Linked DNA regions of Mus musculus: all the other regions are linked to region 6. The links are chromatin contacts, called in public HiChIP or PLAC-seq and promoter capture Hi-C maps. All regions are on one chromosome and are shown on one strand. Each heading gives the region's core, a stretch centred on a gene start, on an enhancer-like site or on the middle of the called end of the contact. The rest is flanking DNA. Distances are from core to core; before and after follow the strand shown.

The links. Promoter capture Hi-C pulls out the DNA fragments that hold promoters and counts their contacts. HiChIP or PLAC-seq counts read pairs in DNA pulled down with a chosen protein or histone mark. Capture Hi-C pulls out chosen DNA fragments and counts their contacts.
Region 1: a contact with region 6 is called in a promoter capture Hi-C map of stem cell-derived epiblast-like cells, with 4 times the contacts expected there. The contact joins the promoter of Cyp4f13 here to the promoter of Cyp4f17 in region 6. A contact is called at or near these places in 4 of 39 promoter capture datasets (the 3T3-L1 cell line, embryonic stem cells, liver and 1 more), 3 of 115 datasets of contacts at active chromatin or transcription factors (bone marrow-derived macrophages, epiblast stem cells and stem cell-derived neural progenitor cells) and 1 of 9 other capture datasets (embryonic stem cells).
Region 2: a contact with region 6 is called in a promoter capture Hi-C map of hippocampal neurons, with 2.4 times the contacts expected there. The contact joins the promoter of Zfp799 here to the promoter of Cyp4f17 in region 6. A contact is called at or near these places in 5 of 39 promoter capture datasets (the C10 cell line, embryonic stem cells, hippocampal neurons and 2 more), 1 of 15 datasets of contacts at CTCF or cohesin (the NIH/3T3 cell line), 2 of 115 datasets of contacts at active chromatin or transcription factors (embryonic stem cells and neural tube) and 1 of 9 other capture datasets (pancreatic islet).
Region 3: an H3K27ac HiChIP or PLAC-seq map of epiblast stem cells shows a contact between it and region 6, with 3 times the contacts expected there. The contact joins the promoter of Zfp870 here to the promoter of Cyp4f17 in region 6. A contact is called at or near these places in 3 of 39 promoter capture datasets (the C10 cell line, cranial neural crest and pre-B cells), 4 of 115 datasets of contacts at active chromatin or transcription factors (bone marrow-derived macrophages, epiblast stem cells, pancreatic cancer cells and 1 more) and 1 of 9 other capture datasets (embryonic stem cells).
Region 4: an H3K27ac HiChIP or PLAC-seq map of T-cell acute lymphoblastic leukemia shows a contact between it and region 6, with 5 times the contacts expected there. The contact joins the promoter of Rrp1b here to the promoter of Cyp4f17 in region 6. A contact is called at or near these places in 11 of 39 promoter capture datasets (the 3T3-L1 cell line, 3T3-L1-derived adipocytes, the C10 cell line and 7 more), 1 of 15 datasets of contacts at CTCF or cohesin (pro-B cells), 30 of 484 Hi-C or Micro-C datasets (the Ba/F3 cell line, the C10 cell line, CD4 T cells and 18 more), 9 of 115 datasets of contacts at active chromatin or transcription factors (the SCID.adh cell line, T-cell acute lymphoblastic leukemia, bone marrow-derived dendritic cells and 5 more) and 1 of 9 other capture datasets (embryonic stem cells).
Region 5: a contact with region 6 is called in an H3K4me3 HiChIP or PLAC-seq map of embryonic stem cells, with 4 times the contacts expected there. The contact joins the promoter of Zfp952 here to the promoter of Cyp4f17 in region 6. A contact is called at or near these places in 2 of 115 datasets of contacts at active chromatin or transcription factors (both in embryonic stem cells) and 2 of 9 other capture datasets (adipose tissue and macrophages).
Region 7: a contact with region 6 is called in a promoter capture Hi-C map of adipose tissue. The contact joins the promoter of Zfp472 here to the promoter of Cyp4f17 in region 6. A contact is called at or near these places in 3 of 39 promoter capture datasets (3T3-L1-derived adipocytes, embryonic stem cells and hematopoietic stem and progenitor cells), 7 of 115 datasets of contacts at active chromatin or transcription factors (bone marrow-derived macrophages, embryonic stem cells, epiblast stem cells and 1 more) and 4 of 9 other capture datasets (adipose tissue, embryonic stem cells, liver and 1 more).

The regions. Positions count from the first base shown.
Region 1 is chr17:32,946,008-32,948,707 of GRCm38.p6, forward strand. It overlaps Cyp4f13 (cytochrome P450, family 4, subfamily f, polypeptide 13), which reads right to left and starts at 1,354. Exons shown (of 13, transcript NM_130882.1): 1 at 1,306-1,354; 2 at 798-996. The coding sequence starts at 995.
Region 2 is chr17:32,828,970-32,831,669 of GRCm38.p6, forward strand. Zfp799 (zinc finger protein 799) reads right to left here and starts at 1,292. Exons shown (of 4, transcript NM_177359.5): 1 at 1,120-1,292. The coding sequence starts at 1,122.
Region 3 is chr17:32,890,289-32,892,988 of GRCm38.p6, forward strand. It overlaps Zfp870 (zinc finger protein 870), which reads right to left and starts at 1,315. Exons shown (of 4, transcript NM_207245.2): 1 at 1,153-1,315. The coding sequence starts at 1,155.
Region 4 is chr17:32,034,719-32,037,418 of GRCm38.p6, forward strand. It overlaps Rrp1b (ribosomal RNA processing 1 homolog B (S. cerevisiae)), which reads left to right and starts at 1,444. Exons shown (of 16, transcript NM_028244.2): 1 at 1,444-1,886. The coding sequence starts at 1,757. It also overlaps a transcript of Hsf2bp not described here.
Region 5 is chr17:32,991,747-32,994,446 of GRCm38.p6, forward strand. Zfp952 (zinc finger protein 952) reads left to right here and starts at 1,393. Exons shown (of 4, transcript NM_001045559.1): 1 at 1,393-1,512. The coding sequence starts at 1,492.
Region 6 is chr17:32,505,156-32,507,894 of GRCm38.p6, forward strand. It overlaps Cyp4f17 (cytochrome P450, family 4, subfamily f, polypeptide 17), which reads left to right and starts at 1,329. Exons shown (of 13, transcript NM_001101445.2): 1 at 1,329-1,423; 2 at 1,739-1,937. The coding sequence starts at 1,740.
Region 7 is chr17:32,964,415-32,967,114 of GRCm38.p6, forward strand. Zfp472 (zinc finger protein 472) reads left to right here and starts at 1,417. Exons shown (of 4, transcript NM_153063.3): 1 at 1,417-1,515. The coding sequence starts at 1,495. It also overlaps the pseudogene Cyp4f41-ps.

The DNA of each region.
Region 1 (2,700 bases), core at 104-2,603, 440 kb after region 6:
AGCAGCGTTTGAATCGATGGTATTGGAGGTGAAACCCTTTTAGGTGACACTGAAATGTTAAGTGTGACTCTGGCAGTAGGGAACCAGTGCAGCATGGAGCAAGGGGCACTAGGAATGAGGCCAGTGGAAGTGTAACCACAACTGGAGAGGCCAGAAGGGTCCCTGGTGAAAAAGAACAGTCAGACTGGGATGCAGCCCAGCGGCCAAGAGCTTGCTTCAACTCAGTACCATAAACAAAACCAAAAAGCTCAACTACTGCTCAAATTGGAAAATAGAGTCCACTGATGGTTCTTGAGAGTGAAGAGCAAGATAAGAAAGCATCAGGCCCCGAGGAGTTTAAGGGAAGAGATACTACTCACATCTCTCTCTGCCCATCGGGTACAGACACTAGCCCAAGGACAAGGATGGACTAGGCAGGGGCCAGATCTTGGCATGATGCACTGAAGCCTCAAACTCTTCGGTGGAAACTGAGTGGACTGGGGCTGTCCCTGCTCTGTGCTGCCCATCCTGGGAGCAGTTTTGCATTAACGAGGGGAAGAGACCTCAGATCATGAGTTTTGATCATAATGTGACCTAAAGCAGGCTGGGAGCAAGGAAGGGAGGAAAGGAGAAAGGCTCGGATCCTGGAGAGGCAAGGCAAGAGTGGACTGGCTGCTGGGGCGGAGAGGTCTCCCTATGTCTCCCCTCACTTCTCTACTGTCCTGTGTTCCAAACCTCTCCTGACCCAAGTGCCACAGTATCTTTCCAAACACGTTGGAAACACATCTACCCAGAGACCTACCTACTGCCACACTCACCAAGGCCAAGTGACCCCAGAACCAGCTCGGTTTAGGGGGCTGAGGGAAGCAACGAAGGCGACTGCAGTTGTCATAGAAGGCATAGATCCAGGCCAGAATTCGGGCTAGAATCCAAGATGCCCCTCCCAGCAGCAGTAGATGCCACGGAGAGGCAGTCAGGGACCCCATTCCCAGCCAGGACAGACATAGCTGTAGCATCCTGCAGGGCAAATAGGCAGAAGGTGAAATTCTGAGGCTCCGGAGAAGGGTGGGGACAGGCCCGTTTACTAGATAGGAATATAGCTAGCGATATAGACTGGGAGGACTTGGGGGCAGCGCAGGAAGAAGAATGAACATTGAGAGAGAAGAGGAAGAACACAACAGGCAGGACTGTTAGCATTCTAGAGGGCCTCAGCCTGAAGAATAAACTACGGGCGCAATTTCCAGGAGACCAAAAGTCTCCAAGGTCAGCTCCCTACAGCCATTCCAGCTGTGGGCAGAGCTCTCCCTGTTCTGAGCCAGAACTCGCCTTGTTGCCTTCCACCCCGGCACCTTCTCTCACGAGCAGCGAATCTTCCACAACTTCCTGTCTTCTCTGAAAACATTTTGTCCCGGAAGCTGTATGGGAAGTTCAGCTGGGCTGAACCAACCAATCCCTCCAACCCTCAGCCCAACCTCCAAGCCTGGGCAGGCAGCCAAGGCCAGTGGGGGCGGGTCCAACCTTAAAGGGATGGAACTAGACTGAGAGTCATAGGCTTAGGTGGGGCATCCTCAGCGTTTAACCTTTCTGCCTGAACCAGAGACAAAGGAGTTACAAAGGAGATTCCAAGTTTAGGAGTGCACCTGCCCTCCAAGGGCTAAGGGGTGGCAGATAAATCTCTCTAGCTCCTCTGCATAGTTGTCTGGGTAACAGCATGCAGAACTGTGAGGCTCTGAAATGCATTTCCTCTCCTCTCCCCACGCCCAACAGCTGCACAGCCTGGCAGAGATCGATTTCTTCCTTCTTGAACCCTAGGTTCTAGGTGGACCAATAATTGCAACCCTGCTGGAACCCACTGGGTCAGAGAGTGTAGGTTAAGCTCATGTGAGGCTGAAGCTCAGAGATCTGAGGGAACAGCTAAAAGGGGCCGTGAGCAGAGGGGACACAGGCTGAAGGTCAGATCTGGGCGTGGGCTGATGTCATAGATATGCGTTAAATATTGGGGGTCAGGAAACTTCTATTTTATTTTATTTTGCTGGTCATGTTTTGTTCTATCCTAGGTGGCTGGACTATCCAGCCTCTGTCTCCTGACCCTCCAGCAGTGCCAGGCATGGGTTTCCTCTCATGGTGTGGATCTGAAGTTGGACCAGTAATAAATTGGCAACTTCCCCGAGTTCCTTCTGTGCCACCTAGCCCAACACATCTTGCAGGTAAGACAAATTGTGGACTGAGGGTTTTGTGGCTGGCTTGGTATCCTAAGCAATGAACTGGAAGCCTTGCCCGGTTATTGAAAATGGGCTGGTTCAGGCTAGGAGTTTTATGCTAGGAGTTTTCAGTAGGGTTGGCCTCCTGGAAGTTTCCATTGTACTAGGTTTCTACCTCACCCCCAAAGTGCCTCCCATTCTAGTCATTTCTCCTCACCCCAAAAATGCCCTACCCCCATCTCCCAGTTCTCCCAGTATTTTCTCCCACCCCCACCTATTCCTTCCTGTTCTATCTGTCCCAGTCCACCCTTGGAATCTATTTTATTTCTCCTTCCCAGAGAGACCCATCTGTACCACTTTGAGCCATCTTTAGCATCTCTGGGTGTGGACTGTAGCGCAGTTATCCTTTGCAGCTAATATCCTCTTAGAAGTGAGTATGTACCATGTTGGCCTTTCTGGGAAAGAGATATCTCGACCGAGAAAGTGTTTCCATCAGGATACCTGTAGGGAAGTCCATAGA
Region 2 (2,700 bases), core at 42-2,541, 320 kb after region 6:
AGGACTAGCGGATGTCACTGAAATGTGAGAGAAGACAGGGTGGGGTGGGGCTGTTCTGGGATACTCTGTGCTTTGGGAACTATCAGCTTTCTGGCCTACATGACTGTTTTGTTAAGCAAAAACTCTGCACTGGTTTATTCTGAATATCAATATCAACAAAGAACAAATAAAGGCACAATTTAATAATCTGTCTCAATAATGACGCCTGACAATATACCAAATCATATATACATGCACATAAAACTCACCAGCCTAACCAGATATAACCCCCTGCCTGAGACTATAGAAACTGCAACAAGCTGGTTGACGGGTCATAGGGTCAATTGTCAAAAGCCAGAAAACTTATCACAGGAAAAGCCCCGTCTCTACCCTAGGACTCCAGCTCTAGGACCTCAGCTCACTTCAAACAGGCCTTCTAACAACAGCCTGTGCTCGGAACGTGCATTGGACATTCTACACCCTCACTGATAAGTCTTACCAGTTCTCTGCCTCCAACTTGAGAACCTCCTATATTTTCAGCCTTTCTAACCATTTAGTAACTTGCACTTTGTATACCATTGTGTTAAATGGTCATGTGTTACCTGCCTATTGATAGTAATACTTAAGATAGGGATAAATGCATCGTGGTTGCCAATGGCCAGCTCTCAAGGATAACCAGGTGTACTCATCAAATCCTAGCCGATAAAGGCTGAGAAATGACTGACTGTTAAGTAAATTGGGACACTGAGCAGACATAAATGCAGCCTACTTTTTTTTTTTTTTTTTTTTTTTTTTTTTTTTTTTTGACAACGTGCATAGAACCCGGGCTCACCTCGCGGTTTTCCTACAAATCCCCTTACAAGAGCCCAAACCCACGGTTCCCCACGACTCTCCGCCTACACCTCCCAGACTGCGGAGACGCAGGCTGCAAGCGCCCAGCTGACCTGAGACCCCGCAGCACTGAGCTCTCAGCAAAGGACAGGACCGCAGCTCTGCCTGCTGGTCCAGCTCCATCCAGAGGGACCCGGGCAGCGCGGCCCAGCAGAGCAGATGAGATGCAGACTCAGCTGCCCTGGAAGGCCGCGTCCCCACTGCCGCCTCCGCTTACAGTAGCCTCCTCCCTACAGCCTGCGCACGCACCATTTCCAGTCACCGGGTGTCCAGGTGACCTCCTGCGATTCCCGCTGTCAGTAGGGGGGACAGAGATACCGAGGAGAGAGACCTGGGGGCCGCAGTCAAAGACACAGGACGACAATATGGCGGGGACACACAATGGCACCCCAAATGTTGTGCTTTCTACGTCACCGAAGACCGAAACTCCTCATTGGGCAGTTCACACAGCTACCAAACGTTCTCCTTGATTGGCCAACAATCCGTGAGCCTGCCTCCTGAATCCTGAGTGACAATAGAAACATCTCCTTCCTCCCTGGAAGACTTCACAGTTGACCCTGGTTCCTACTCTGGAGAGCACCTGGCCCCACCAAGGTTTTTTCTCAGATGCACTACTTTTATCGTTCCTTTTTGGTACATTTATTTATAGCTCATGTTTCAATATCACCACACAAGATATTTTGATGATCCCAGAAGGGCAAAAGTCAAAGGGTTGGGGCTAGGGAGATGGCTCCTTTGAAGTTCTTCTGGAGAACTCGGGTTGGCTTTCCAGAACCTCATCGTGGTTCACAATTGTCTGTAACTCTTAATTCCAGGGGATCTGATGCCTGATGCCCTATTTTTGCCTCCAAGGGCACCATGCATGCAATGGGTGCACAAACCATACCTGCAGGAAAAATATACCTGCACACACACACAAAATAATAAAATGAAAAAAATAAAAATAATCAGCCTCCTTCCTCAAAAGCACAGGTCTTCCAAACCCCCTCATGTATCATCTCATCAAACAAGCAAGCGACAACAAATTTCTGCTTTGTGTTGGCCAGCTGCTCCCACATACGGGGCCTCATTTGGAGTGTGGTTGATGTTCCCTGTGTCACTCCATTAAGGAAAAACAATTTTCGCTCTCCTAGCATCTTGATTAGGAGTGGGACTTTGCTACCACTTCCCCTTCCCTGGGCTGGGATTTTTGTCTAACTTTATTGAACTTATGTAGGTCTTGTACATGTAGCCACTGTCTCTCTGAGTTCTTATGTGCACCAACCCTGCTTATCTGGAAAACACTGTTTTCTTGAAGTCACCCATCTCCTCTGGTCTTACAAACATTACACTGCCTCTTCTACAGAGATCTCTACCTTCATTAGATTTTTTTTTCCTTTTTTGATTCTTCAGCTAAGACAGTAAGAAATATGATGTCATACAGACCCTAAGAAAACACAAATGCCAGCCCAGGCTACTATATCCAGCAAAACTCTCAATTACCATAGATGGAGAGAGCAAGATAGTCCATGACAAAAACAAATTTACACAATATCTTTCCAAAAATCCAGACCTAAAAAGGATAATAGAAGGAAAACTCCAACACAAGAAAGGAAAGTACACCCTAGAAAAAGCAAGACAGTAATCTTCTTTCAACAAACCCAAAAGAAGACAGCCACACAAACATAATTCCACCTCAAACAACAAAAATATCAGGAATCAACAATCACTATTTCTTAATATCTCTTAACACCAATGGACTCAATTCCTCAATAAAAAGACATAGACTAACAGACTGGATACATAAACAATCCAGAATTTTGCTGCATACAGGAATTGCACCTCAGTGTC
Region 3 (2,700 bases), core at 65-2,564, 390 kb after region 6:
CTTACCTGAGACTAAAACCAGAGAGTGGCAGGGTCAGCTGTCAAAAGCCAGCAAAATTGTCAACTCCTGGATCACCATGTCCCTCACCACAGCAGTTTCTTCGTGGCAAAATATTCAGCCCACCTGAAAGTCACCATCCAATAGCCTGTCCTCCCAAGAGGCATTTGGCATCTACGTACCTGCACTGCCAAGCCTTAGCTGGTCCCCTGGAGACTCCCCCCTCACCTACCTCAGCTCTCTACCTGTGTCTTCAGGACAGACGGATTCTGCAGGCTCTTTAACTATTTCCTAGCCATTTGTAACCTGTGTTGTCTCTGGTTGTGTGAAATGTCCCCGTGTGATCTGCTGGTTGATGTTAGGGATTCAAACTGGAATCACTAGGTGTGGAAGTGCACATCTTTCATCCCAGCACTGGAGAGCAGAACTAGGCAGATCTGTGAGTCCAGGACCAGTACCAGCCTCAAGGGTTGTATGTTAGATATCTTGCATATCAGATGTTTACATTACGGTTCATAACGGTAGCAGAATTGCAGTTATAAAGGAGCAACAAAGGTAATTTTATGGATGGGATCACAAAATGAACATTAGGAAGGTTGAGAGTCACTGCACTATGGGCATTTATTCCAGAAAGGATGGGGCCACTCGCTGCTCCAATATGTCTAACCCCCCTCCCCCGCACACACACACCCCGGCACCCCCCACCCCATCTCTCTCTCTCAACACTGAGAATCACAAAGTCCTCTGGGTAGCTGCGCCCTGAGACACTGCATAGGGTGTGTCGAGATTTTCAGGGGAGGACGAAGCAGTTATAGGACTCGTGTCCTAACCTTCATCATCCACGCAGCTCCACCTTCATCCCCCGTAGAAGAGTCCCAATCCAACTCCCAGAGTTGGCTCCTCAGGATCCTCCCGAGACCTTGGTGGAGAAGCCCAGCTGACCCCAGACGCTGCAGCGCTGAGCGCTCAGAGAGGAAGAGACCACCGCTCTGTCTGATGGACCAGCTCCACCCAGCGGAATCGGAGCGGCAAGACCCAGCGGAGCCAGATGAGACTCCGCTGCAGACTCAGCTGTCTTGCAAGACCTGCTCCCATTGCGGTCTCCGTCTGCTGCCGCAGCATCCTGCCCACATCTAAGTCACAGGCCGAACGTACCATTTCCAGCCCCGGAGTGTCCTGGTGTGCTCCTGCGGCTCCTGCTGTCAGTGAAGGCGACTCTGATATCTAGGCCTGGCATCTAGGACATACTTCCAAATAACACAAACATGCCTAATTTGGGGGGCTGGGGAGGGGGTTTAAGGAAACAGACCTCGGTCAGACAAAGCCCCTCATGCAAGAAGCGTACTTCTCATTGGACACTTCAGACACTAAAGTAATAACCTTTACCCTGATAGGCCAGCGAGCCTAACCTTTCTCCGGATAGGCCAGCGAGCCCTTGGCTCAGGTCCTGGAGCGCTAGTGACAGGGCATACAAGTTTTATTAGGCAAATTAGCAAGCAGATTTCACTCTAGACCCCTGCGTTCTAGCCCTGTCTGGGTGACTGTGTGCATGCAAGCGAAGTTTGTTCTCTTGCTTGTAACAATTCACAGTGAGCCGTTCCTAATTCTTCCTCCTAAGAATGGGGTCAGAGCAAGAGAATTCCAGACTCTGGTCACGGAGACAACTCTTAAGAGCTGCTTTGAGTAGGATTAGGAGGAAGGGCCTTATTAAAGGAAACCTCTCAGCCCGCTCTCATCTTCCCACATCCCACCGCTATACCGCCAGTCTGTACAAGACTTTGCGAACTATTCCACCAATAAAATTCACAAAAATAACCAGGTGGTGGTGGCGCATGCCTTTAATCCCAGCACTTGGGAGGCAGAGGCAGAGGCAGGCAGATTTCTGAGTTCGACGCCAGCCTGGTCTACAGAGTGAGTTCCAGGACAGCCAGGGCTATACAGAGAAACCCTGTCTCGAACAAACAAACAAATTGACAAAAATAGGCAACCTGACTTGTCTCTCACCCTGCAGTTTCAAAAAAAAAAAAACAAAACAAAACAAAAACAAAAACAAAAAGCAAAAAACCAAACAAAACAAAAACAAAAAATGTTTACCCAGAAAACCAGTTTCTGGGCCTGTTGAAATCAGTGCCCTCCTGCCCTGCTCTCTACTGCAAAAACGGATTTTCAGAGCCTTTGTGATGTGTTCAGGTTTGGAGGCCTTATTTTCTCAGACCAATAAACATCTGCTCTTGCTGTGTGTTAGGGTTTGTATTAATTAGGGTTTTATTGCTGTGAAGAGACACCATGTCCAAGGCAACTCTTATAAAGGCAAACATTTAATTGGGACTGGCTTACAGTTTCAGAGGTTCGGTCCATTATCATCATGGTGGAAAGCATGGCAGCCTCCAGACAGATATGGTACTGTAAGTGTTGGGAGTCCTACATCTTAATCAGAAGGCATCCAGGAGGAGACTGTCTTCTCCAGGCAGCCAGGAAGGGACTCTCTTCTGCACAGGGCAGAGCTTGAACACTAGGAGCCTCAAAGTCCACTGCAACAATGACATACTTCCTCTAACAAGGCCACAAGTCTTAAAAGTGCCACTCCCTGGGCCTTGCCAAGCAATTCAAACCACCACATGGTTCTTTAGCATAACAGAACACACACACACACACACACACACACACACACACACACACACACACACAGCGGGAGAGAGATGT
Region 4 (2,700 bases), core at 194-2,693, 470 kb before region 6:
GAGAGTCAAGCAGAATCCGTCCTTCCCTGTTTAGAGAGAAGATGCTACAACCAAACCTATACACTGTGAGAAACCGCGCAGGGAAAACCTCATCGTCCCTTGGCCCCAAGTGCTTCTGTGCCAGCACTTGGGTGGCGGAAGCTGGAGTTCAAGACAAACTTGCTACATAGCATGGGAAAATCTAGGCTGGGCTACATGGGGGTAAAAAAAAAAAAATCAAAATTAAATCACCAAAGCTTGGAAGAATATACTAATCTAATAATTCTCATGTTTGATAACGTAGAGTTTTAGATGTCCCTAAAGTTTGCACAATTGTTAAAAGCCTTCTTTTATGTTGGTTTAGTATGTTCCCGCTTGTGCTGGTTTATGTCAACTTGACACGAGCTAAAGTCATGGGAGGAGGGAACCTCAGTAAAGAAAATGTCTCTATAAAATCAGATTGTAGCAGGCCTGTAAGGCATTGTCTTAGTGACTGATGGGGAGGACCCCACCTATTATGGGCGGGGCCATCCCTGGACTGGTGGTCCTGGGTTCGGATTTCTGAGTTCGAGGTCAGCCTGGCCTACAAAGTGAGTTCCAGGACAGCCAGGGTTATACAGAGAAACCCTGTCTCGAAAAAAAAAACAAACAAACAAAAACAAAACAGGCTGAGCAAACTGCAAAGAGCACGGCGGTAAGGAGCACCCTCCATGGCCTCTGCATCAGCTCCTGCCTCCAGGGTCCTGTCCTGGGTGAGGTCTGGTCCTGGCTTCCTTCCATGGCGAACAGTAATATGGAATGTGAGTCAAAACAAACAAACAACGACAACAACAACAAAAAAACATTTGCTCCCCAGCTTGCATTTTTGGTCCTGGTGTTTGAAAATCTCACTACCCACTGCTTAGAACTGTGTGTTTTGAATGCAGGACTTACAGAGTCAAGTTAGATCCTCAAAATTTCCCTCTACAATAGACATCCCTGCATCTCACCCAGACGTCGTGTGTGTGGATTTGCTGATTCCCCATTCAACAAGCCTGCACCTGTCTCAAGATGCGGCGGAAGGCTTGCTGTCTTGCCACTACACACCCCTAGATCTATCCTAGGACCCTGCAAAAAAGGATTGCTCACTACACCACACCTCTGTAAGTGCCCCTGATGCTGCAGGGATGGGTTGTTCTCGCTCCTCTACAAATCTCACACCTGCCCTAAAAAGCTGCAAGGGTCTCCTCTCCACCTTTGCACTTGTCCCAGGACATTGGGAGGTTGGCCACCCCCTCTATAATGCTACATCAAAACTCAAGGCACTATCTTGGCGGAAACGGGGCGGGGGGTTGGTTGTGGGGGCTGCCCCTGTGCTGTCGTCAGCCTTGGGCTGCCTGGATGACGGCCTTCCTCCTGGGTCTCAAGTCTGTCCAGGGAAGCCCGCCGAGTGAATGGAGGTAGTAGCAGGATCGCCGCTTCCCCGATAGACCTTTGTTAGCTGTGCTTAGACTCTAAAACTGCATCAAACCAGCCGTAGGCGTTCTGCTGGAGGAGACCTGACCTCCAACTAACCGCCCTGTCAATCGCCCTGAACCTGGGCCACTCTCAGGACGCACTTCAAGCAGCGTTGCTACGGCGTCTACCCGCACAGGGGCCACGCGGGCTCCCTGGGCGCGCGGCGAGCGGCGCACCGGTGACGCCATCACCCGCGCGCCGCAGCCCATACGCAGACGCAGTCCGGATCGCTTGGCGGCGAGCGGCACGCGCGCAGCCTGGGGATGCTGAAGCGAGTGCGATGGCTCTCGCCATGCAGTCTTCCGAGTTCCAGTTCGCCCAGCGGCTGGCCTCCAGTGAGAAGGGCGTCCGCGACCGCGCCGTGAGGAAGCTGCGGCAGTATCTCAGCGCCAGGACGCAGAGCGACACAGGTGCGGGCCTGGGTCCGCGCCGCTTCGTGCGGCGAGGGTAGCGCCATTGGGCGCGGGTGCGGGTGCTACGGGCTGTGTGGCGGAGCTCCTGGCCCTGAGTCCAAGCTCACCACTGGCCCAGTTCACCGAGGCTCGTTTGTGTTTCTCTTTGCCTCCCTTGGATAGTGTCTGTAGACGCTGGAGTGCGTTAGTTGCCCTGAGAGGAACTCTGGCAATGTGGTGGCAGGACCTCGTGGCGATGGAGTGGAGTATGGGTGAATGCGGGAATGTATACCGGTAGTGTGGAAAAGTGCAGGAGAAAGTCCCTCTAAAGGAGCCTCCTGTGCTCTGCTGAGATTTTGACAAGAGGAAGCTGGCCAGGCAGACGCAAGAAAGAGCTAAGTGTGCCCCAAGCCAGAGAAATCTAAGTTGGCGCGCAAGGCATGTTGAAATAAAATTGAACCTGGGGGCAGTGTGGCCACATCACTGGCTTTTTCGTTTGTGTTTTAGCTGCCGTGGAATGCATTGCAGGGATTTATTTAAGTGATCCAGAATAGGTTCTGTAACTCCTTGAGTGAATGCGTAAAGTCTAGACTGCAGCCTACTGTGGGGGTTTCAGGTTGCAGCCAGTTGGCTGAAGTTTGAGTTACATGTTGCTAAATCTACTTAAATTTGAAGGCGGGGGGGGGGGGGGCGCGGAGAGATTGCTCAGCGGTTCAAGTCTCAGAACCCACGTGGCAGCTCAACCCTTTCCTGGAAAGGAGTCACCTCCTCTCACCTCTGCTAACATCGGGCATGCACGTGGTGTGCATACATAGAAGCAAGCAAATCTCAT
Region 5 (2,700 bases), core at 143-2,642, 490 kb after region 6:
AAAAAAAAAAAGAAGTTGCCTGTTAAGGAAACTAAGGTACACACGCCATAAATCTATACACTGATTGCCTGTCATGACCTAACTGATTACATGCAGCTTGCCCACCCCTTTGCACCCTTATCATTTTGAGTTACAGGCCAAATGTCCAGGATTTCAAGGACATTGAAACTGGGTGGCCCCAGATAAGGCCCAGTCGCCAATGTGCATCACCTTCCTGACTGACTGCTCCCAGTCAGGGGCAGAGCCACAATGGAAACTCCTTTGTTCAACCCATTGTGTCAAAATATGAGTGGACGGGCTGGAGAGATGGCTCAGCGGTTAAGAGCACTGACTGCTCTTCTGAAGATCCTGAGTTCAATTCCCAGCAACCGCATGGTGGCTCACAACCATCCGTAAGGAGATCTGGCGCCCTCTTCTGGAATGTCTGAAGACAGCTACAATGTACTTACATGTAATAAATAAATCTTTAAAAAAAAATATGAGTGGACAATGCTACAGCCCACCCGGCTTCCCCCTGAACTTGTGGTTTCATCCTTTAATATGCTATACTATTTCCCTTCAGGTATGCAGTAGAGATCCCGAGCTGGCTACCTCTCTGTGTACTCAGAGAATAAAACTTTCATTTTAAGCTGCTGTCTTTGAAATCAATTTTCTTGGCTTCTCCCCGAACCTAACAGATCCACTGTGAAGCTCTTGGTCCAAAATCAGTGTTGATCTGGGAGGCTGAGACCATTTTACATTCCTGAATATAGAGGATTTCCTTGGGCAAAGAAACCTTTTTGGCTGACGTCCAAAGGCTGCTTTTCAGACCTGTTGAATCCTTTGTAGAAAACTTCGGGTGTGCAATTCCATTTTTCTCCAGACAATTTATAGTTGAATTCATTGTTGATATGTTTTAATTTTCTTGGCAGAAAACGGGTATATTGAAACACAAGGTTTGCGAAAGCTTTAGCTTAACCTCCCCAAATCTTGAGCTTGCATGTCAGGTCCTCTTTTTTTCCCTATGCCCCCAGATTGACATAGGGACTCTTCCTAAGGAAAAGTCTTGGGTTTTCTCCTTGGGGTACTGACACTAGAGGCTCCACTGTAAAGCTGTAGCATTAGTTCTTTAGGGGATAGGGTGTGTAGTTGGAAAACGCATGCACTAAGAATCCTGCTGAATGTTTCCTTAAATGCCACAAAACTTCAGGTTGCGCCAGGTTTGTTCTAGTGAAGAGCAAGCTAAAAGGGTCATGAGTGACAACTGTGATTTTAGCTGCAGCGGTACTCAGAAAGGCTGATTTCTTTTTAATTAAGCTCGTAGGAGGCAGGGGGAGTTATTCACCAATCAACGGCGCTGTTATTCCCCTGTCCAATAAGAAGCGCAGATAATCGAAGGGTTCCTCACTTGCTACCATCTTGAAGCCGGTGCAGCTGCGGGAAGAGTCGTGTCAACTCTTCTTCGGTTACTGTCACTTCTTCTAATTTCAGGCTCCTTGGAGAGGACACAGTATGCATCAAAAGCAGAGAATGGTGAGTGTGTCACGGGCTCCTGGCTTCGAGGATGGCAGATCTGTGACACTGCCAGGAGACCAGGGTCCAGTTCTGTCCCTTCACTACGAAACGGGTTTCATGCCAGTCCTTTCAGTGTGGGTCCATGCCTCGAACTTACACCTCTGCAGAATTTGCAGCGCTGGTAGATTGGTGATGCTGAACGCAAACTGCGTTTTGAACGACAGAGGGTGTGTGAGCGCTGTTGCGGGTCTTTCTGCCCTTGCACTTTCGTTTGCCCTGCTGTAGTTTTCCTCCGTGATCACGGTGTGTTTTTCTTTCGTTTTCTTTATTTTTTTCAGCTGTTGGGGGTCCCCCCAAAACAAAACACAAGCAGGCACAAGAGTCCAGCAAAGCAAGATCTTTATTTTAATTAAGCAGAAAAACCTGACCGGTCAGGGACAATAGCATAGACCCCGTCCCGGAAGGAAAATTGCACAGCATATTTCGGATGAGACCTCAGAGCAAAGGGGAGTGGAGTGAGTGGGCTGTAGCGTTGTCCAGCCGTATTTTGACATAAGGGGTTGGGCAAGGGAGTCGCCAATGTGATTTTGATGACTCCTGCGGCTTGTCACAGGAAAGGGGTAAAGGAATCATTGGTGATGAAGCCTCCCCTGGGCCACCTGGTTTCAAGGCTTTTTTCTCAGAATCTTGGTGGTCAGGCCTCATCCTGGACATTTGGTGAGTAACTCAAAATGATGAGGGGCAAAGGAGCTGGTTCCTGGGCCTGGGAACACGGACTCAGTTTGTTTCTGTCAGCAGGATAGTGAAGCTGTCCTTGAGATGCGTGGATTCAGACAACTGTCTCCTTACAGTAGGGCCAGTTGAACCCGAGGCTTTATTTATGTTAGGCAAAGGCTCCTTGTTGTGTAGAGGGCATTTTTCTCCATTGGAAATCTATTTCAACCTCGCTTTTGAGCTCTCTTTTGAATAATAATGCTGGTCAAAATAGTTAAAAGTGGAAATATGGAAAAATGGGGGGAAAGCCTGAGGGAAGGGATTCATGTAGCTGTAATTTGGTTTTCCTTGGTGGGTTTCTCCGAACAGAAAGAATTAGGAGAGTTCGTCAATTAGTCTTTAATTGGAATACAGTTCTTGGAAGAAATATTAAATCTTTGGTGTTTTTGCCTTCAACTACTTGTTCTATGTAGATAGTAATCTCTGACCATC
Region 6 (2,739 bases), core at 79-2,578:
TGTGTGTGTGTGTGTGTGTGTGTGTGTGTGTGTGTGTGTGGGCACACGTGCCTGTCATGCCATGGGTGTGGAGGCCAGAGGACAGTTTGCAGGAGTCAATTCTCTCCTTTCATCATGCTGGTCAGTTCTATGGAGCAGAGTGAAGCTGTTAGTCTTGGCTGCAGGTGCATTCACACTGAGCCATCTTCCTGTCCCCTGAGATAGCTTAGCGTCCTTTCACCCTGAGCTAGAATCTTATCTGCCTCTTGTAGTGAGATATTTCTTAGAAGCAGCAGATCCATGCTTGTGCCTTTATCTGGGGTGCAGTTGAGACTGAGAACACCCGAGTTATTGAAAGGTGTTTGTTGATTCCTGCAATTTTGTTGATTTTGTTTTCCTCCTTCTTCCTCTCTTGCTTTAATAATATTCTAGTGTGTTTTATTTATTTATTTATTTATTTCCTGGACTTTGTGGCCTGATTTCCCCCTCTTCAGCCTGAAGGATTCTATCAAGCATCTTCTGTAGAGCTGGCTCAGTGCTCATAAATGCCTTTGTTCTATTTTTACCGCTGATAGTTAAAAAAAATGTCCTTCTTTATGACAGACAGCTTTTCTGGATGCAGCAGTCTGGGTTGGCAGTTATAGATATCTTTTACGGCTTGAAGTCCGTCACTTGCGCATCCTTGGGCTTTTACCCTTTCAGTTGAATGAATAATAGTGTTATTCAGATGGGCCTGCCTTTGTATTGTGAATGGTGTTTTTCTCTTGGAGCTCTCAACGTGGTGCTGCTGACCCGGAGCCCACAACCCCCTCTCTCTTCTCGCCTGCCTGGATTTCCCCACGACTGGCGGCTCAGCTTGACCCCTCCCACCTACTTCCTAACTGAACTCTGGTCCCTCAGCTGGGAGTTTTAATCTTCAGAATCTCTTTTAGTCCGTTCCAGCACGGCCGGATTCTTTGTTTCTGGAAGTCTTGTCTCCACTCGGAACCTGGATTACTTGGAGGGAGAATTCTGCCAGGTTGTGCAGCTGGTAGGCAGAGGCTCGGATCCTTTCAGTCCGAACTGGAAAACACTGCCTGCTGCCCTCTAGCCTGCAGGTCCTCAGAGGACCTGCGGAGCCTAGTGAGAACGGGACAGATTGTAAACTTTGGGTCTCTAGACACCTTTGTCTTGGTTCAGATGGAAGGTGTTGAATCCTGAGGACCCTGCTTGCCTGGACATGTGACCCTGGATTGGCTCCAATTGCTTCGGGTTGGCCCCGCCCCCGCCCCGCCCCCGCCCCCGCCCCCCGCATTTTGATATTCTACCCAGGCTGGGAGGAGGGCTCTGGGCCACCGAGGGATTGGCTCAGTCCAGCTCATCGTCCTGCTCAGCCGGTAGCCAGGATCAAAAACATTTCCAGGGAAGAGCGGACGTTTCTGGGACGCATTACTCCTGAGAAAAGGTGCCGGACTTGGGACACACGGAAGGCCCCTACTGAACAGTGGAAGCTCTGTTACAGCTGGGGTGGCTCTGCAGGCAGGCCTGATTTCCCAGTTACTACGCTACATACCTGTGCTTCAGTCTAGGCCAACGCAGACTATAAACAGATCCTATCTGCCTCTCTCCTGCCTGATTCTCTGTCTCTCCGTAGCCCTGGGTGTCCCTTTTCCTTCCTGTGTTCTAGTCCTCTAAGTCACCATCTCTGTCCAGTGACCATGGAGGGCCACCTCTGTCTCCTGGGCCTCAGGATCTCACTTCTGGCCTATCTTTCTTGCAGGATGCTACAGCTGGGCCTGTCCTGGCTGGGACTGGGGCCTGGAGCTGCCTTCCCATGGCAACTTCTGCAGTTGGTTGGGGCCTCCTTGTTCCTGGCTCGAATTCTGACCTGGATTTGTGCCTTCTATGACAACTACTGCCGTCTCCGCTGCTTCCCCGAGCCCCCTTCGCGGCACTGGTTTTGGGGTCACATGAGCATGGTGAGTGTGGCAGCAGGTAGGTCTGGTGTGTCAGGAAAGGCTCTTAGGAACCTGGGAGTCGTGAGAGGGTGGAGAGGTGAGGGAGGGAGGCTGAGTGAGTCTCTATCTAGTCACATACCCGGCATATCTACTCCTGGCCTCTGTCTACACCACGTTTTGAGGCTTTTTTCTTTTTTGCCCTTTCTCGTTCCCAGCTAACTTCGGATCACATTCTGATAAGAACTCATGTTTTAAGATCTCTTTCTGTTGCTTGTTCAGTCCTGTTCTGTGTTGTTAGTGCCCCCCACCCCACCCCACCCCAGGATAGGTTGAGGGAGCAGAGCTCTCCCCCTCAATGTGCTATTTCACTTAACGTTGTTGGAGTTGAGCCTTTCTAGTGGAATAAATTGGGTATGCTCCTTTCTTAGCCCATCTCTGCTGGCCAGAGTCTCTTGAGGGACAGCGATGCTGAATGGCAGAAGTTGACATCCCTCCTCTCCAATTTTTAAAATTCTTTCTCTCTCTCTCTCTCTCTCTCTCTCTTTCTTTCTTTCCTTTCTTCCTTCCTTCTTCTTCTTTCTTTTTTTAAATGAGATTTATTATATATTGTATATAATATATAAAACATATAATATATTTTTATATATTTATTATATATTATATAATATATAAAATATATAATATATATATATTATATATTATATATATATTTTATATGTATGTATCTTGCCAACATTGGTGCTTGTGTACCATGTGTGTGCCTATTGCTCAAAGAGTTCAGAAGAAGGCATTGGATCTCCCAGAACTGGAGTTATAGGTGGCT
Region 7 (2,700 bases), core at 167-2,666, 460 kb after region 6:
GCAGCCCCCCAATCACTAAGTTTCCATCACCTCCAAGCAGCATCCGCGGACCATATCTTCAACACACAAGCTTTGGTATTTAACATCAAACCCCAAACTAAAAATTAAGTCATTTTATCCAGCTATACCGTTCTAGATATACACGAAGAGAGTAAATGTCACCATGTAACTAAGATTCCTGCACACATATTTATTGCAGCATTGAGCATCCAAGTGATGGAGTCACCCAAGGAGCCTAGCAGTGGAGGAACAAATGGATAGAATATATGTGGTATTTATGAAAGTGAAGTATTATTCATCCACAAAAGAATGTTGTTTGCAAAAAAAAAAAAAAAAAAAAAAACACGGAACTGGAGATCATCATGTTAGGGAAATGAGCCAGGCTCAAATCAACAGATATTACATGTTTGCTTTTATATGATGAGCCTAAGTAGGCAAAATGAAAGTAGAAGGATGTTTATTAAGGCAGAGGGATTTTTAAAAAGCCAATCAGAGTGAACATAATCAAAGTTATTTCACAGAGGAATTTAAACAGAAATCAGTTTTGGTTTGCTATCATGGCTTTTCCCAGCTTACTCTGATTGAAGAGCAAAGGATTTATTCAAAAGTGACGTTATGACACTATTTGTATGTCGGAAAAAAAAAATACCAGGAAGAGCCCGCTGAGCCCAAGAGGCTGTGAATGGGGCTGGAGAGTTGGTGGATAAGGGCGCATGATAAACACCTAGGACTGGAGTTCAGATTCCAGCACTCACGTTAGAGATCCCCTGCACATTTCTGAATCACTATCTATGAGGACGGCTCAAATAAGAGGATCGCTGTGGCTAGCTGGCTTCCATTATTAGCCAAGGAAACCCGAGCCCCAGGTAAAGTGATGAGTGAAACAAACAAACAAACAAACAAACAAACCCTGCCTCAATGGAAAAGCGAGTGGACTTCTGCCGTCTTCCGGCCTCAGTGAGCACTCGCGCACACACGGATTCATCCACGTAGACACATAAAACTAACAAATCTTTCAGAAGCCCTGGACCTGTGTGTGGTGTAGACGGGAGAATTCTGACTATATAGCTCTGGCTGACTCGAAACTCAATAACGTAGACAAAGCTAGCGTGGAACTGGTATTAAAAAGTGCACCACCACTCCCGGGCTGGAAGGTGTTCTGAAATGTGATAACCCTCCAGGATGAAATCACATTTATTTCGGAGAAAAGGTATGAGCTTGGACAGGGCAGTTGTTGCAATCTGTACTTACAGACCCATTTCGGTGGTAAGCGTTGCTGAACCTGATAACTCAGTTCTAAGGAGTTGGGTCCGGAATAATTCACGAACCAGGGTGACTGTTACTCCCCTGAGCTATCCAATAAGAAGCACGGATAGTGGAGGGTGGCTCCCTTGCCGCCATATTTGAGTTCCGGGTAGCTGGAGGGAGGAGAGTTGTGCTTGAGCTTCCCGGTGCCTGTTCTGCCGACTGCCGCTCAGTAGGAAGAACGCCTGGATGCATCAGAAGCAGGAAATGGTGAGTGTGCCCTGGACTCTTGGAAGGTGGGCGGAGGGTTCTGACACTGCCACGGCTTTGCTGTAAGGTGGCGCCGGCTCCCCGACGTGTGCAGCAATTTGAGATGGACTTTGGGAGTGCCGTCAACCCGGGTGCACTTGAGTTGTATGCTCTGTTAGCGGAGTCCCGTCCTGTCCCTTCCCTGTGAAGCTGCTTCGTCCCTAGTTTCTAGTCCTCCCATGACGAGCCTGCGCCGCGAACCCGAGCCTCCGCTGACATTGCAGCTGCCAAGTTGGTGACGCCGCGTCCAGACTGCGGTGAAGGCACGTGGGTGGTGTGCACTGTTTTGCACTTTTTCATTTCCTTGTTCCCTGCTTTAGTTTTACACTGTGGTCATCCTGAAGAGAGGCTCGTGCTCGTGTGTTCTCTCTCTCTCTCTCTCTCTCTCTCTCTCTCTCTCTCTCTCTCTCTCTCTCTCGGCTTCTTTTTTAAAGTACTAGGGATGGAACCTCAGGTCTCATGCTAAGCGAACGCTTTACCATAGACCTGTAGACCTGTATCTCCATCCCTCATCCTGAGTTCACAGCTGGATTTGTTAGCTGTGATAGGCAAAATTCCCTATTTGTATGTACTGATTAATTAAGCTGATCATTTCTGAAGTAAAGGTTAGATTTTGGAGACCTTTTCCAAAGGAAAGTCTCGATAGCAGTGAAAAAGCCCAGGGCAGGGAGGGATTGTGTTGTTCTGTCCGTTTATACGGGATTTCACTGGGTACCATTGGCTGGTCTGGAAAGAGTTATGTAGACCAAACTAGTCTGGAACTCTAGATCCTCCACAGTGCTACGTGTGTTTCTGCTCATATGGGAGGGTATTCTGGGACTTGGAAGCCCAGGAGCCATACATACAGCTCTGAAGGGAAAAGGTGTCCCAATGAGGACATCCTCAAACACGGGAGCCCAGGAACCACACAGCTCTGAGAGGAAGCCTCCTCAGCAGTTCCCAGAGGAGGGTATCCCCAGCTGAGCTGAGGAGTTTAGGAGCTTACAGGCTTCAGCTGCCCTTTCTCTTCTCTTCTTTGCTTCTTTTCTTCTTAGCTTCTTCTGATGAGAGCCACTCCAGGCAGTAGATCTTATAAAGGAGACTTATTGGAGAGAAAAATGGAGAGGGATGGCTGCCCTCTGCTCCCAGAGCTGACTGACATGGGAG